Regions from separate parts of the Zea mays genome. Here region 2 is linked to region 1. A link is a contact called in public Hi-C data. All regions are on one chromosome and are shown on one strand. The core of a region is the stretch at or near the end of the contact, and the rest is flanking DNA. Distances in the headings are between cores, read along the strand shown. Region 1 overlaps LOC100194347. Region 2 holds the start of LOC100304295.

The links. A called contact is a pair of places that touch in the nucleus more often than the background predicts.
Region 2: a Hi-C map of tassel shows a contact between it and region 1, with 3 times the contacts expected there. The contact joins the promoter of LOC100304295 here to the enhancer-like site in region 1. A contact is called at or near these places in 2 of 25 Hi-C or Micro-C datasets (endosperm and tassel).

Annotation. Positions count from the first base shown.
Region 1 is chr8:147,236,114-147,239,461 of Zm-B73-REFERENCE-NAM-5.0, forward strand. It overlaps LOC100194347, which reads left to right. Exons shown (of 14, transcript NM_001359459.1): 14 at 1-1,340. The coding sequence ends at 811. Among protein-coding and RNA genes, the nearest start is that of LOC100194347, 9.0 kb to the left of the region's middle. Within about 2 kb of position 1,253, at least 19 of the 20 cell types and tissues checked have an H3K27ac peak or open chromatin away from gene starts, as enhancers often do. A contact at or near this core is called in endosperm and tassel, where this site is marked.
Region 2 is chr8:148,205,066-148,208,079 of Zm-B73-REFERENCE-NAM-5.0, forward strand. LOC100304295 reads left to right here and starts at 1,513. Exons shown (of 2, transcript NM_001361278.1): 1 at 1,513-2,723. The coding sequence starts at 2,157.

The DNA.
Region 1 (3,348 bases), core at 3-2,502:
TTTTGACTTCGGTACTCAAACAAAGCAATCCACAACACTCCCCTTTGATTTGAGCACCCAGGCAAAGCAGCCACCATCAGTTTCTCATGTTACAGCAGCTACAATCCCACCTGCGCAACCACAACCATCACTACAATCTCTTGCGGCTAGTTCAGGACCTAAAATTTCTGGCTCATGTGTCCCTGTCGACATTGAGTGGCCTCCTCGAAGAAGCTCGTCATCCAACTTCAATGCACCCTTGTCTATTAGCAAGGATAATGGTTCTGGAAGGCTGTCTAGCGATGGAGTTGATGATATTGATCCTTTTGCTGATTGGCCCCCAATACCTAGCAATGTTAATAGCATTTCAGCAACCGAGCATTGGCCAAGCATAAATCAAAATATTTCGGGATTTAGCTCAGGCAACATAGTTTTTGGTGGCAGCGGGAATTCTGTAGGGCAAACGAAAAGCAACCAAATGAGCTGGTCAAACACGTCTAATCTAATGGGCACAAACTCAACTGGCAGCTATTTGAATCAGGGCAGTGCAGCTCTAGGTTTCGGAAATCCAAATGGAGGATTGAGCACAGGTCTCTCCAATCCAAGTAGTTCCAGTACAGGCCTGAGCATGATGCTACCAAAATCTGATTCTGGATCATTGTCGACGTCGGTCAACAATGCCGCACATGGGCTACTAAGACTTGCCCCTCCTCCATCCACATCGGTTGGAAGAGGGCGCGGTAGAAATCAAGGACAGTCCGCACTCTCCCGAGCATCAAGGCCTCATGCCAACTCGGCATCAGGACAACAACCTATCCTGGATTTACTCTAGTAAGAGATGGTCGCCTCTGTTCTTCGCGTTCGGATTGTCAATGTGTACATCCTCAAACCTTTGTAAGGTGAGCATCATACTGTTCTTTTGGACATGCATGTGGCGAAAGCAGTTCTTTTTGTTCATTTTGAAGCTGGGTGGCCTTGGTTTATAGTCTGAAGGGATTCTACTTCGGGGATCTTGCAGAGGTTTACCTTTTCTCATGCTCCCGTGCTTAGGGTTTTGAATTGGGCATCGAGGCCATCTTCATACTGGTGACAGAAGAAATGTTTTGTGTATATTTCTGTCCAAACTCGGCTGTAGCTTTCAGAGTTTGTGAATAGTTGACATGTTTATATGGGCTGTGAAGTTTTGAAATGTTTAATGGGCCTTACAGGTGTGTACCTTTTCTCATGTACTCCGCGCAAAATTGTACAACAATGTTTAATGGGCCTTATAGGTGGACCTTTCTCATGTACTCCACGCTCCACCAACAATGTTTGGCCTTATATATATTTGGTGACTCGGTGTTATAGACAAAAGCCAGATGTTATACTCGCTATCCTTGGTTGGATTCTTGTGTCCCAAATCTCTGACGTTGACCTTGTACAGGACTGGGGGTTCAACTGCAGTGGTGCTGTGAGCCGTGCATGCGATGGACAACTCTCCTATCGAGCATTTTCATCAATTCGCTACACGGCCCTACATCCCTGTGCCTGTGTGTGTACCACTAGCTTGCATTGCATTGCATGCAGAGTGTACTATTGATGGGTGATGCATTGGATGGGGCATGCACAGCAGGAATATTTGCAGTTGATGAGCGGCAGGAATCAGTGGCTCAGGGAAAATTGAATGGCGATCTGGCCTTCACTCCACATGAGTACGTACCTATACGTACGCATGTATCATCAGACGGAGTCAGGAGGATGCGGGTAGTGTCCCTGTGTTGTCTACCATTTTGTCTCACCAATGTGGTCCCAAAGTACATGATGTTTTTTTACTTTTACACACTTTAAACCGACCGTAATATTTAATTCTTCTGTAAATACTTATTTTATTTTATCATTAAATATATTTTTTAATTACTTAACTATTTATAGAGACATCAAACAGGACGAACGGCCAAACATGACATCTAGCTGCTAACTAGTTAAAAGTGTCATCTACATCTGTCCTTTCTCAGTGTGATCTCTCTCCCTCGCAAGCATATATTTGCTTGGCACGGGGGACAAGTGGATGTGGAAGGCATGCATGCATGCATGATGCGCGGGCTGTTGATTGATTGGGAAACGAACACTGTGGGAGCGTACACGCAACGGCCATCGGTAGGCTGCGGATCAGGAATGCAGGGCTACAAATGCGACGGATGAAATGCATGCATGGATGGGGGCGCCACGTGATCACATTCACGGCGGCGGTGGCGGTGGCAGTGGCAGTAGAGAGAGAGAACGGCTGCAACCTCTCTCTCTCTTTCTCTCTCTGCACCATTATTTCATGTTTGTTCTCCTGGCACAGATCCGGGCGGAGCAACAGTGCGCACACAGCATTGAGCTCATCAACCACTTGTCACAGCAGCATGCGCGCGCGATGCAAGTCACGAGAGGGGCGGGGCCACCCGGGGCTGCAGTGAGACGTGACGAGCGATGGAGCAAGCATGCACGGTCGGCAGAGCGGCCAGCCAGCGTGCAGTACAGGGACTTGTACAGTATACAGGGGCACGCATGCATGGCAGTTGGCACACGTGTATGTACTGCTAGCTGTGTGCCATGTACAACGATGCAAGTATGCATACGTCGTCCGGTCGTCGTCGTCGCAGATTCGGGTCGGGGGGCACTTCTTCGTTGTACTCCTAAATTCTGTGAGCCCGTGTGCACTGTACACCCGTCAAATTCCAAGGCACGCACACACTGTGCAGGAGTCGCCAACAGCTAGCTAGCAAGCAGCGTGTCTGCTGCATATGTATGCGTCGTTTCCCGTTTCCGTGCGTTACGTGAGGCACCACGATCGGAGCGGTGGTGAATTAAGTTTATATCCGTGCGTACGTACGCAGGCAGGAGGACCGCAGCATGCCATGAACGGATAACTCCAGGCTGACGTGGCTATGAACTTTCTCGTGCAGTCGTACATGCTCTACACTGCAGGCTACAGCTCTAGGGAATCCAATCGTCCATCCTGCTGCTGCGAAGTCACTGAAGAGAGAGAGAGAGAGATAGTAGAGAGAGACCACACCATTCAATTTGCATTATTGTTCCGCTATATACTCCTATATGCAGATTATGGGCAGGCAGGTGTACTAGAGGTGCGTTGTCGATGCCTCCATTATCAGTGTACGTACCCTAATGATGTGCAATACAAGGTCGTCTTGAAGCAGCGTGTACTGTACACACATTGTTTTGCTTTTACTTTGCTAGAATAATCTCTCTCTCCCTCTCTGAATTTTCTTTGCCCCCGGCAGCTCTACAAGTATGTACGCACTACCGGACTCGTTTCTTTGTCGAGTGTTTCAGACACTCAACAAAGACTATTGCAAATATTTTATCGATATATGGTTCTTTGTC
Region 2 (3,014 bases), core at 263-2,762, 970 kb after region 1:
CACGAAGCACATATGCATGCCAGGAGGGCGCCCGCGCGATGCATGCAGGGCCACCTGGCGGCTGGCGCGGCCGGGCACTCCCCATGCTTGCCTGCCTGCCTCCCTGCGCTCTGCATGCACTCTCCAGCTTCCGCCACCGCGCGACGCATGCTGCATTCGCGCATGTGCGTAGGCGACTAGGCGTAGTAGCGGCGATCAAGGATGCGCGACAGCCGGCCCAGATCGACATTTGGAGCGGACGACGGCATGTAATAATAAGATTCCGGACCCATGCATGTGCCGGGATTAATACCTACTGATAGCTAACCAATACTAAGGCCCTGTTTGTTTGAGATTATAATCTATATAGATTATATAATCCAATGTAAATAAGCTAGTGAGGAAACAAACAAGCAACTTATCTGATAAGATTATATAATCTAGCACTTGAGATTATGATAATCCTATAAGCTCATCAAAGAGTGCTTATTTCAGCTTATTTTTTATGAAAGACCCACTACCTATGACAAGTTGATTAAAATTACTTCCAATTGTCATTCACCTATCCATAAACGTTCTCACCCACCAGACAATTAAAACAATCAAGGGTATTATTGTATTTGTATGCATATGAATAATAAGCCGAGTCCAAATAATCTGAGCTAACAAACAGCAGCACCTAGCTTATTTAATTCAGAGCAAATAATCTAGATTATATAATCTAAATTATAATCTAGATTATATAATCTATAAGTTGAAACAAACAGGGCCTAAAGCCAATCAGCGGTCAGTAGGGCAGGCAGCAAGCTGACAAGATGGCTCTCCTCCTCGCGATTACCAGTGGGAATTTATTATACATATACACGCACACAACAATAGCAGTTCTCCAATGTACGATCAAGCCCTTTGCACTGCATAATAATAATATTAATACTCTAACCGATGGGCGATGGCCAATTAATCTAATACAACCCGTGGTCGCTGTCGGCTGATGAATCGGTCGCCGCCGTCACTAGATCTGCCCCGACGCGCACGTATAGTTCGTGCGTGCGTGCGTGACGATCTTTACCTCAGCGTTGGCGTCCACGCGAGCGAGGGACGGCGTATCCGACGCCTGCAGAAAAGCCGGACCGATTCGTATATTCTCTGTCCGCTCATCAGAATATAATCTCGGAAAAATAAAGCAGGGTACCTCCTGCCTGCCGCCGATCCGAAGCTCTTTGTCCGGACGACACGAACAGCCCGCGCCGCGCCGGGCTGGCTGGAGTTCGGTGGCGGTAACAGACAACAAATATAATAGAACGGGTGTTTTGTTTGGAGTAACTGTCGGCGATTATATATTTACGCGAAACCGGACGCCGGAGTTCGATCCCCTAGCTGTTTATGATGAGTAGTAGTAGGAATTCCGCTCTAGCTCGGAAAGCAACACCGGGCGTTTGGCACGTACCATGTCCGCGGGCGCCGAAACCGAGCCACGCCGAGCATATTCTTCCAGTGCGCCTCCGCTGCTTCCTCGCTTTCTTTTCGTTGCCACGCCGGTGGCGGAGACACCGATGCCGGACGACCTTGCTGTGACTGACTGACTGACCGTGATTGATGTTTTCTTCTCTCCCGTTTCGGCCGCCCTCCCGCGACCCGACCCCGCGTGGCCGCGTGCGTGCGTACACCAGCGCTTACTTTTACTCGAGTGACCTACTGGCGTTCGCTGTTCCCGGAAATACCCCTCCAGTCTCATCACAGAGCTTGCTACTACTCCGCGCTGCCGTGGCGGAGGCAAGCGCGGTCATCTGCCCACTTCACCAGTCCTCGCGCTGTCGTGCCGTCTCCGGCTTCTCGTTCTTGCTCTTGCCCCGGCACCTTCGGTTTCCACCACCACCGCGCGCGCCGCGGCCGACCTGCCCTGCCCCAACTGTGTGTGCTCTTTAAAGCCCTCGCATCGCCATTTGCAGAATTGCCCAGTGCTCTAACCAGATCTGCTCCGCTCCGCTCCGGGCTGACTAACCGAGCCCGCCGTCTCTGTAGCTAGCTGGTCGTCCGTCGTCGCCACCAACAGGCTAACCACCAACCGCCCAAACGTCTCCACCGCGCGGGCGGAGCGCAGCTGCCCGCCCCGGATTAACCTCCCTCTCGCCCTCCCCACGCCTCCGAGATCGCGAGCGAGAGGACGCCACGCTGACATGGCGGCGGCGACCGTCGCTGCCGCGGGCACGGCGGCGCCGGCGGCGGCCATGCACGCCGGCATCCGGCGCTCGCGCTCCGAGCCGCACCTCCGCTGCCCGCGCCGCGCGGGCGCCGCGCTCACCACCAGCCGCTCCATCGGCGTGTTCCCGTTCCAGCTCGGCGCGGCGCCGCTGCGCCCGCCGCCGCTGCCCGACGGCGGCGCCGACGGCTCCCGGCTGCTCACCGTCGCCGACGACGACCCGCCGGAGGAGCCTGGGCCGGAAATGCCGCCCGCCCGGAGGCCCGAGGCGCACTGGCTCGGCCGCCTCCTCGAGCTCCGCTCCCGCTTCCACGACCCGACCAAGCGCGACGTACTCGACGACGACGACGACGACCTCTACCGCCTCGACGCTGACCACCACGACGGCGGGTGCGGCGTGAGCTACGACGACGAGGAGGAGGATGCCAGGTGGGACCGCCACTCCTTCGCCAAGCTGCTGGCAAGGGCCCCGCTCGGAGACGCGCGGCTGTTCGCGCAGCTGGCCTTCCTCTGCAACATGGCTTACGTCATCCCCGAGATCAAGGTGAACCCATCGCGCGAAAACCGCACAGTTATTAAATATAGCGTCGAAATGATAAACCCTGGGCCGTCCATTCGGGACCCGACGGCCGAGATCGTCTGATCTGGCCGCTCGTCCTGCGCAGGGAAGGAGATCCTCGCGACTACAGGCTGGGACTGGCCTGGTGGTCCATGGGGACACCCACTGGCACTCATATTTTTTGTAAGAATTTTTAGTGGGGCTTACCCGGAGGAACCGCCATTAATGGCTGACACCTTGGCTTTAAAACTCGCCTTGCAGCAGCCCCATTGCTGC